Linked DNA regions of Mus musculus: all the other regions are linked to region 3. A link is a contact called in public HiChIP or PLAC-seq data. All regions are on one chromosome and are shown on one strand. Each heading gives the region's core, a stretch centred on a gene start, on an enhancer-like site or on the middle of the called end of the contact. The rest is flanking DNA. Distances are from core to core; before and after follow the strand shown. Region 1 has its middle 70 kb from the start of Gm32434. Region 2 has its middle 28 kb from the start of Gm32434. Region 3 overlaps Rnd3 (Rho family GTPase 3).

Region 1 (3,066 bases), core at 474-2,973, 370 kb after region 3:
GTATAGAATTTCTCCAAGGAAACGTCAATCACACAATACACACATCCCCCCTCCCCCGTGTGTGTCTGTGTGTGTGTGTGTGTGTGTGTGTGTGTGTGTGTGTGTGTATCCCTACTTCTACTTGGACATTGTTTTGAGAAAGACACTGCCGTCCTATGGACTATGTGATACCTCACAATCTGGGCTATATTGCCATTTTCTTGATGAATACTTTTCTCCAAGCAGCAGGTAAGATGCAGAGACAGTAAAAGGGAGCTCACTGGTGAATGACATCTTAATGAACATTGTCTCATTAACAGCTGTGGAAATATTTTTCAATCCCAGATTGTAACTACCCTCTGGCAACAAAACTACAAAAGAGATCTTGCCTATCATGCAATAATCCCAGGAGGAGCTTAAGAAGTATGTTCAGTACAGATCCAGTGAGAAGGCCCATTGCAACTGCCGATGGTTGCTGACATTATCAATGGATGTGAATCTAGAGCTCTCTGATAGGCAGAATGAGAGGACAGTAGTTAGTAGTAGTAGTAGAATCTGACAGAATCCAAATCATGAGGCTGTGCAGGTAAAAAGAACAGTCACTATTTACAAGGAAGGCTAGAGGTTACATGGAGAATAGAAGGCTAAGAATTTCAGCCATGGTTGAATGGCAGTACTAAGAAAGGCTTCTACATGGCTAACTGAAGCCATAGAAGAAAACATCTCTCCAGAACCAAATCCAAAGAAACAGTACCCCCTAACCCATAAACACACAATCACTACTGCTTCCACCACCACCACCACCACCACCACCACCACCACCACCACCACCACCACCACCACCACCATAGCAATGTGCGCATGAACATACAGACACACAGCCTCCTATGGGAATTTAATGATGACTTTGAGAGATAATCATCTCTGACATACTTTGCTTCCCACATCTCCATGACAACAAATAAAAATGACTCTCATTTTACAGATAGAAAATCTTACATTTAAGGAAAAAACAAATTACCCAGCTGGAGATCTAACAAGTAGAAACGGAACCGAGCTTCTATGACGGAAAACCAAGACCCTCTCCACACTGCCTGGCATGCATAAGGGAGTTCTTAATTATGCCACAGACATGAGAATACGTACTCAGTAATATTTGCTCCATGTGCCTACATCTGCCTCAATAGATCAACCTACCTCAAAGAGGAGTAACACTAAGAAAAAGTTTGATAGAAGCCACGGGGGATCGAGATTCTCCTAAAATATGTCCTGGAAACAAATTCTCCCACACTATTTCTGTAATGAGTTCTCTGGCTTTTTATTGACTCCAGTTTCCATTTGCTGAGGTTACACTTCATTACGCAGAATTCTCTGGAAAGGAAAACATCTCACATCAAAGCAGAACTTGTTTTCTGACCTATTTTTGATGATAGTCGGAAACAATGAGGTTTCTGTGTGCTTCTTTCTCCTTCGTGCGTATGCTGGCTTTGTGATCACCCCCCTCGTCTTCCATAATTTTTTACACCCCAGGGCAATTACTACATTTTGTGAAATGCACAGTTTTAAAAGGAATTTCCATGCAGAGTTACAGAAACTGAATGCCACATTTCTGAGCAAAGAACCCTTCCTTAGGGCATTGTGGATTAGACTTTCCACGCTAATAAGTAAGGATGGAGACAGTGCCTCTAGTAGCCCAACAATGTACTAAAAAGGCCCCGCATAATTGCTCTTTTTAAAGCCATACTTTGGTGCCTGTCTGTGGATGAGCTCCATCTACTACGCTTGCCCTTCAACTCAGCTGTTGCTCATTTAGCCACTTAGCTGACAATGCCTGTCTCTCTCTTTGTTGAGATATAAATCAGACACAGCCCAATCTGAAATCTTTCTATGCTCATGAAGTGTTGTGAACAGTGTATCCAAGCTCTGCTCTAAGGCCTTGGGCATACAGGCCATTTGCCTAAAACCCATGCCAACTGTGAATAAAACTACCCAGTCCGTGCCCAACCAGAATTGTACCTGACCTTGGGCTACGTGACCCCAAATCTCCTGAGCTTTCTTGTAACGTGGTTATGACTGAGGAGTTTTAATGCTTTTAAACTGAATTAATAATTCCTAGAATTGGATCAAAGTAGAATTTCTAGGACTTTCTTTTTTGACTAAACTCTTAATAAGCTGAAGAGCCAAAGATGCGTGGCATTGATTGTAGTATTATATTAGCTATGTAGTATCATTTGATGTAAATGAAAATAAAGGGGGCCTTTGAAGCCATTTCAATGCTTCTGCAAAGAGCAATGATGGTATTATGGAAGGGGCAAACTGGACTTTATCCACTCCAGAGAATTTCAACACTGCAGTGAAGCAATCCAAATTAGGTCTACTGAAGTCAACGCTAAGCTTTAAACTAAGCAAGGAGCCTGAAGGACTTCACTGTCTGACGACAAACAGCACCAGATCTACCAAAATCTTAATTTTCTCATCTGTAGAGTAAGGCTTGCAGTTCCTCTTTTAGAAAGCTGTTGCAAAGGTCATTTAAGGTCATGTCTGTGAAAGTCCTCCATAAACTGAAGGTCCCTGCCTACATCAGGAGTGGCACAATGTCAGAAGGATCAAATAGTCCGCTGCTGTTCCTCTCCTGTCTGGATAATAACAGAGAAAGCTTGGCCTCTCTTTCTCCTCTCCTCTGCTTCTGTCTTTTGTCAGAGGTCCTTACGTGCTGCAAACACACGTGTCTGTCTTTGCCCAACTAATAAAATCATTAAGAGTGAATAGCAGCTTACAGCTGCTAACATCAAAACTATGCTGGGTGAATTTATGATCTCACCTCATCTGTGAAAGTGTAGTTTTACTCACCGTTGACACAGCTTTGTGGTCCACTCTCTCAGGAAATACTATTGTGCCGACGACACATGCTTTATCATCTCCCTGCCTCAGGAAATCAGCTACCTCAAGGTTGTTCCCATATGATTAAACCATTTTAGTTTTGATCTTGCTCAACTTTCATCTCCCATTCAAAATGGGCCCTCCTATTTCTTTTTCAATATTTCTTTCAGTTGGATACTTAAACCCTCTCTTTTATCCTCTAGTCTC
Region 2 (3,469 bases), core at 717-3,216, 330 kb after region 3:
GTAATCACCATCAGGAAGTACTAAACTGGTGAAGGAAAAGAGGTTTTGTTGTTGTTGATATTGTTTTCCTTTAAAAGTCGTATCAGCGAAAAGAGGTTGAAGTGATTTTAAAAGACGTATCAGCGAAAAGAGGTTGAAGTGATTTTTTCCTCTTACTACAATCCACACTTGTGTACACCAGTCAAATGCTGTACTTAATCCAGTGAGCATCACTGCTGGAAGGACTGTGATTCATGTGCTCGGGACCTTCTGAGTCACCATTGGTCATTATACCATGTAAAAAGGAAAAGACCCCCTCCTTCTGTGTTACATAGGAAGTGTGACCATGTAAGAGTAAATTGAGAAGCCGTGTGCTTCCACGGCTGTGAAACATTTTAATATAAGTTGATATGTCTTCCCATAATAATTTAACTTTAAATTAGAGAGGGAAAGTGCCATCGAAGCCTGCACAGTGTAATTAGATTGGCCCTGGCATCGGGTGTTAGAGCTAAAGTTCATCTCTTCTCAGAACGGGATTGTTCTGTTTTTGCTTTGTTTAATTTGAGCTATTTTGGAGGACAGAAAATTGGAACCAGTGAGAACTGACTTTGCAGAACCCAAACTGACAGAGAACCTGTTATGCGTTGCAGGGAGAAGGCAGAGGGCTGCTTTGTCCACCCTAACCACCCAAATGGGCTTGGCCCACTGCCCATCAAATGTGAAGCACATTACTTTGTTTTTAATCACCCTGTCTTACCCTGCTCACCAGAAAAGAGAATAGTTAATAGTTACCAAGTGCCTAGCATGGTGCACTGTCTCCCACATTTGCTTCACCACCACAATCCCTGAAGATAGATAGTATTTATAAATTGAGGTTTCTGGACTTACTCCAAATTCAAGGATATATTTTGTCTCCAACTGGAATTGACACCTGGATCTTTCTGGCCTTCTGCATCACCACTGCCTACTTAGAACTGAGATGATCAGAGCTCATGAGGGTTTCTGTTCACAGTAAGTGTAATTGGCCACAGGGGAAACACAGTGGTCACTGGAGACTTACTGGCAGTATGTCTTATCATAAAATGGAACAAAAATGAATAGTATTAAGCAAAGTTAGTCAGCAACACTATATCTATAGGATGGTGCTTTCCTGATAAAGACCATCAAGGTCTTTATTCCCTTTATCCAAATTGCAGTTTTATCAATGGACTCCAGATTCCACCATATACAATAGAAATCTTATTGTGGGGCTGGAGAGATGGCTCAGCAGATAAACACTCTAGCTGTGTGAGCTGGATGACCTGAGTTTAATACTGGAGATCCATAGTGGATGGAGGGAAGCAACTCCTGAAAGTAGTCCTCTGACCTCCTCATGTCTACCCTGGCCTGATGACACTTAAGTAAGTAAAAATATTTTTATTGATCATAATACTTCCCAATCATAAATCTTAACAAAAGGGCATGTCTGCCATGAATGTATCATTGTCTCTTCTACTAACTTTGAAGTAGATCAATAACTTTCTTCTGAATGAATCTTAGTATTAATTAATTAGCCTAGAAATGTCATGTAACTATGGTGTTTTGTTTTGTTTTGTTTTGTTTTGTGTCTTGGTGTTATTTTAAGCATTTGCTCCACAGTCTGATTATTTCACCATAAACAAAAACAGAAATCTTGCCTTGTGGCTTTAGGTATGGTGGAAAGTGCAAGAATAGTTTCTACTTTACAAAATCTGTCTCATGCAGTCAAATTGCTACAGCCAAGCCCTGCAGCAAGCCACACCCCTCTCATTCGTTAAACCAATTTCCCGTTGTTGGAAGAGACGACCTTAGACATTATGGACAAGTGTTACATTTCTGTACAGGGACGTTTTACACCCTCTCTTGTTTCCGGCCAGTGTTCAGATTCTTGGCTCTGGCATACATGTTGCTCTCAAATGAACGTGTTTGAGAACATGTGCTCTGCATTTGCTCTTCTCATGCAAATGGTTTAGGCATGTGCTCACTAAAACTCTTAGCACCAAGGGGATTTACTTAGAGTCAGATTGCTTGGCAAGCATTCTGCTGTGGAATTTGGGCGGGGGGATTCATAAAGTAATGCCTTTTTATGCTTCTTCTCACCTTGGGACAGCATTTCAGGTTGCTTCCAATTCAAACGCATTAAGAAAGTGAATCAGCCCTTCTACTAAAATGAACGTATGCAATTTAAGAAAACGGTTTGACTAACATGAGAGCCAACTTTCGCATCCACATTAACACACTAATACATGAGGATCAGACATTTGCTCAAAGAGGAATTCTGAAGCCAGCTAACACAGCTGAATCCACAGTCAAGCAACTGGGCGGACACATGGAACAGAGGAGCCTATCTCTTTCCTTGTACCTCAGACTCTGCTTTCTAAAGAACTCTCACCCTGATTGGTGGGATTTTTCAGAACATCCAAAAATAAAAAGTGCCAGTCACTTAATTTTCCTTACAGATGAGTTAAGGGGGAAATGTTCCCCTACAAGGGGCAGAGTAACGTGGCGGTTTATGGTGTCTGGATATTAGAATTTGCAACCAGTTCTCTAGAATCACATTATTTGCATGCCTGTGTGCTGCAGTGCATGTGTGGAAATCAGGAAAATTCTCAAGAATTTATCCTTTGCTTCCTTCATGAGTTTCAGAAGTCCAGCTCAGGTCTTCAAGATTAGCAGAAGGTACCTGTACCAGCTTGGCCACTTCTCCAACCCTTTTTCATGCTGTTGAGTGGTGTTCCACTGTAGGTTACCATGAAAGTCCAAGCTGCCTTTCTGTTCTTTTTAGTGTTTTACAAAGAGCTATGCACTTTTTTATTTGTATAGATTTGATATACATGCAAGGCATACATATCAGAGGTGTGCAGTGTTGTTTATGCAATCAAATAGAAATAGATCCCCAAGAAGTAGTTCATCTCTCCTCACTTGTGAATGAAAACTGTTTTAATGAAGCCTCAGCAATGGGGGAGCACTTGCAGCTGGAAAAGCACTGATTCATAAATGTCTTCAGCAAATTTTATTACTGTACGTCAACACTAATGAAAACTAGAGAAATGACATTACCAATTTACCCTGTGGGTTCTTAATTAATGGCGACTTTGCTAAAGACAAGGGAAAATTGTCATTATAATTTAAGCTTTTACGTGTAAATGTCAAGGGGACCATCAGACACAGACCCACTCGTTTTTCTAGATAAAATTATATAAAGGAAGAAATTGCTTTGTGATAGACTGTGCTGTACACCTATGGAAAATAATGACAAGATCAAAACCATCAAGATTCCCTTCTCTCCCTTGAAGCACTCTGTGGTCTCTAGTGTGCACACTTGTAGAGAGGGCGGTCTTGCTCTCTGTGCCTTCTGTGCACAGGAGAGAGCAGTCTTGCTCTCTCCTAGCCTTGTGTGCACAAGGACAGCTAGCAAGCTGGATTCTTCCTCTTTGTTATCAGAGAGAGAAGGAGATGTGAGCTATTATAG
Region 3 (3,505 bases), core at 931-3,430:
ATCATTTATTAGGCAAATGCAAATACGCTAAAGATTTTTTTGACTTTTGATTTAGTTTTGACATAATTTTGCATTTCTGGCAGGAAAACACAACATGCCTTCCCTAAGTCAAAACTTTGGTGGTCCAAGTCAGACACACAGAGAGAGGTGGGGGATGGGGGGAGCTATTCAAAGAAATGGTTTTAGTCAGGTCCAGTAGCAGGGTAAAGAAGGATTGCAATTTTGAGGCCTACCTGAGCTGTAGAGAGAATGCAAGATTGTTTAACTCTCCATGTGAGTACACTAGTATTTCCATGCTCCTTCTCCATTGAGCAAGAGAGACAATGTCTCAAAGAAAAAGTACAAAGACATCTGGCCTTCAGGAGTCTGTTGTCTCTTCCTAGAGGTTATTGTAGTTAGTGTGTGTGTGTGCTAGGCTCTGGGCACTCATCGCTGCAATCCCTACCCGCACTGTGTGTACCTCAGTTCTGCTTTAGAGATGGAGAGTCTGTGTGCTGAGCTAGGAAGATGCGGATGTCCTAGGAACCAGGAAGGAATGCCTCAGCAGTGAAGAAAGGCTAAGAAGCTCTCAGACAGGTCAGCAGCCTCCCACTGGCCTGTGGGAGGCTGGAAGTGAGGTAAAAAACCCTGAATGAAAGGTACTCCCAGAGAGCTAAGGCCTTAGTTGAAATGAATAAGAAAAATATGTAATGTGTTTCTAAAAATGACAAGCAGTGGCTACCCTTTCAGCAACTTGAAGAAATTAGAGGTGAGAGTAACTCTAAGGTGGACACTTAGAATTCACCCTAAGTTTTTCTTGAAAGGCACCAGAAAGGGATGGCTTTACCCTCTATGGATACACTGATATTTTACATTAGTTCTGCAGCTCTGACTCTCTCCACTGTAACCTTCCTTGTTTGCCTGTCCAAAGTCTAACTTTGGCACAGCTGCTGCTGTGAGCATTAGAATATCTCTTTCCTAATAGCCTGCCACAAAAAATCCCAGACTGTACAGAGAAGAAATTCAAAGGAGGACAGAGGAGGCTCTCTTCTGTTCTTCAAAGCTAGCTCCAACGACCTGACCCGACCTACACTGTCAGAGTCAGCCTACTGTGTAAAGCCAAACAGGTGTCAGAAAGCTCATGTCTTATGCTCTCCAGTCTAGACCTATGGGACATGATTAGAATCTGGAGGTGCCAGGCTCCTTTAGGACGCTGCCTGCACAGAGTGGCAGAGCGCAGTATTTACAGGACAATGGAGACCATCTTTTCCAAAGGTGGCTGAAGGAAGTCAAAGGGGCAAAACTAATTTAATTAAACTTGGGACTGCTGGGAAAAATCCAGAGGCTGGGTTGCAACATTCCAGTCACCATGTGGCTGCAGAGAACACCCCGCCTTTTGTGGGCTGCTTCCCCTCCCCCACCCAGTTTAAGGCCACAAAGGGATCTGGCTTTGTGCTCAGCCCTCTGTCACAGGCTGGAGATTGCTTGCCTCCAAAAAAAAAAAAAAAAAAAAAAAAAAAAAGATAAAGAAAAAAAAAAGAAAGAAAGGCAGCTTTTGTGCTCAGTGACTATATGCAAATAAGAGGGAAATTTACTCTCTTGATTGACTTTAAAAAGAAACAGTTCTCTTCGAGTTAAACAAGATTACAAGATTCTCATGGAGGCCTGTTTCTGCCTTTGTTTTTATTTGGTTTAACAGTTTGGATGAAAATACATATGTAGTGTAACGCTTCATGAGACATCAGCCACCAAGCTTGGAGGTAAAGAGGTAACTCCTAGGCGCTTTAACAAGATCTAATTAAGAGCAGGACTTTGATCTGAGCCCAGTCCAGCCCCCAGCAGTAAACAATGCAGCTTTTTGATCAACAAGTGCCCAAGGGCGCTAATAAAACAGATCCTCAAACTCATAACTGTAATTCGACCACCAACGAGAAGAGTAACTTGCCATAGAAGATAATTTATTCATTATTTTTTGAAAGCTTAAGGTTAAGATTTTTTTCCTGGATGGGGGGAGGGGGAACACCCAAAACTATTGTCTCCATTTTTTTTCAGAGTAAGGAAAGTGAACTTAGAAAACTGTTCTAACAGGAAAGATCTCACAGTTCATTGGGTAAGAGGGACCCTTCTCTTCTGTGATCAGCTCTGTGACCTGCACAAAGGAAGTCGGCAAGCTAAGGGCTGATCACCACAGGCATGTGTGGGAAGAATCCTAGGAATGCCCTGTCAACTGAGGAGTCCCGGAGACGCAGGAGACTCCAAACAGTGGAGAGTAAGCCCTCAAAGAGAGAACAAAGCCAGCCCCGGATTCCTGCTGCATCCCGCAGCTGGAGAAGTCCCTCGGCACCTTGGGAAGGCAGGCTTTCAGAAATACTAATTTCTATTGATTCTAGTTTAAGGTTGGAAGGTGCTAACTGAACGTGTTTTTACGGTGTGCTCAAACACAGTGGGTCCTCGTGTGCTCAGCCTACACTTCAGTACCTAAGAATGTACCAGAGTTAAAATCCAATAAATCTAAGGATGAAGCTTTGCTTGTCAAATAAAACTTCCTTGGCTTGTAGAAGGGGCTTCCTGCATAGGGACATTTCCAGGGCAGCATCGTCCTTAAAGACACAGCACTGCACTTAAGGCCCCCCTTTAAATAACCTACCAAACTCTCCATTGGCAAATTGCAGGGAACTGTTTTAGTATAAAGCTGTAACCGGACTATATGCAAAGCAAGTGTCTCACTCCGACCAAGTCCACCCACTCCAGCCCCACTCCAGCCCCACTCCCGCAGCTGAAAGGTCCACCCATCCCCTCTCGAAGCTGAAAGGCTTTATCCAGGCTTGGATTAGAATAAGCATGCATTGGGGGTTCTTTGTTGCTCGAGTTTGGCAAACATCAGAAAAGTTCTGACAGACTTTTGAAATTGCAGGTCTACCCCATCTCTGTCTTCAAGATCATTAATTTGGACTGAGAGGAAAATTTCCAGCCCAAGAAGAGTCACAAAGTGCCTCACCTAGAAACTAATTCTTCAAACACATACCTGCCTGCTGAAGTCACCCCGATGCAGAGATACAGCATACCATATATGTACATGATTAAACATATATGGACCAAGAGCCGTGCCTAAAAGGGAGACCTTTGGACCTGTTGCAAAACCAGCTCAAATACTAAAACTTTACCTTTCTAAAGTCTGCAAACTGAAAAATCCTCTTCACTGAATCTTTTAAAAAGTGTGATACCTTACACTTAAAAAAGTAAGTCGAAAGTTTTTCCTATAAGGAATTGCTACCAAGATAAGGAAGTTAGGAATAGTGGATACTTTGGGCAGAAATTACACAGTAAAATTTGTTACTTTAAGTGTTCATTAAAAGCACAGGGGAAGCAAGCAGCACGAGAGGCCATGGCTGGAAGGGGAGCTGTACAAGAGAAGTCGGCTCAGGAATGTGATTCAAGTCTGGACAAGACCTTGAGACTCTGTTTCAATATAAACCTCAGTTATTCCTCAACTACACCTACATTGCAAACATCAGGACCCAGTTAG

Evidence for each region. HiChIP or PLAC-seq counts read pairs in DNA pulled down with a chosen protein or histone mark.
Region 1: an H3K4me3 HiChIP or PLAC-seq map of embryonic limb bud shows a contact between it and region 3, with 2.8 times the contacts expected there. The contact joins two enhancer-like sites. A contact is called at or near these places in 5 of 39 promoter capture datasets (the 3T3-L1 cell line, 3T3-L1-derived adipocytes, the HPC-7 cell line and 2 more) and 2 of 115 datasets of contacts at active chromatin or transcription factors (embryonic limb bud and neural progenitor cells).
Region 2: a contact with region 3 is called in an H3K4me3 HiChIP or PLAC-seq map of forebrain, with 5 times the contacts expected there. The contact joins two enhancer-like sites. A contact is called at or near these places in 2 of 39 promoter capture datasets (frontonasal cranial neural crest and second pharyngeal arch cranial neural crest), 5 of 484 Hi-C or Micro-C datasets (cerebral cortex, forebrain, nephron progenitors and 1 more) and 16 of 115 datasets of contacts at active chromatin or transcription factors (bone marrow-derived macrophages, craniofacial prominence, embryonic forebrain and 7 more).

The regions. Positions count from the first base shown.
Region 1 is chr2:51,506,943-51,510,008 of GRCm38.p6, forward strand. No RefSeq gene overlaps it. Among named protein-coding and RNA genes, the nearest start is that of Gm32434, 70 kb to the left of the region's middle. Within about 2 kb of position 1,724, at least 10 of the 459 cell types and tissues checked have an H3K27ac peak or open chromatin away from gene starts, as enhancers often do.
Region 2 is chr2:51,463,880-51,467,348 of GRCm38.p6, forward strand. No RefSeq gene overlaps it. Among named protein-coding and RNA genes, the nearest start is that of Gm32434, 28 kb to the left of the region's middle. Within about 2 kb of position 1,967, at least 13 of the 459 cell types and tissues checked have an H3K27ac peak or open chromatin away from gene starts, as enhancers often do.
Region 3 is chr2:51,138,476-51,141,980 of GRCm38.p6, forward strand. The region is part of intron 2 of Rnd3 (Rho family GTPase 3); the gene reads right to left. Among named protein-coding and RNA genes, the nearest start is that of Rnd3, 8.9 kb to the right of the region's middle. Within about 2 kb of position 2,181, at least 183 of the 459 cell types and tissues checked have an H3K27ac peak or open chromatin away from gene starts, as enhancers often do.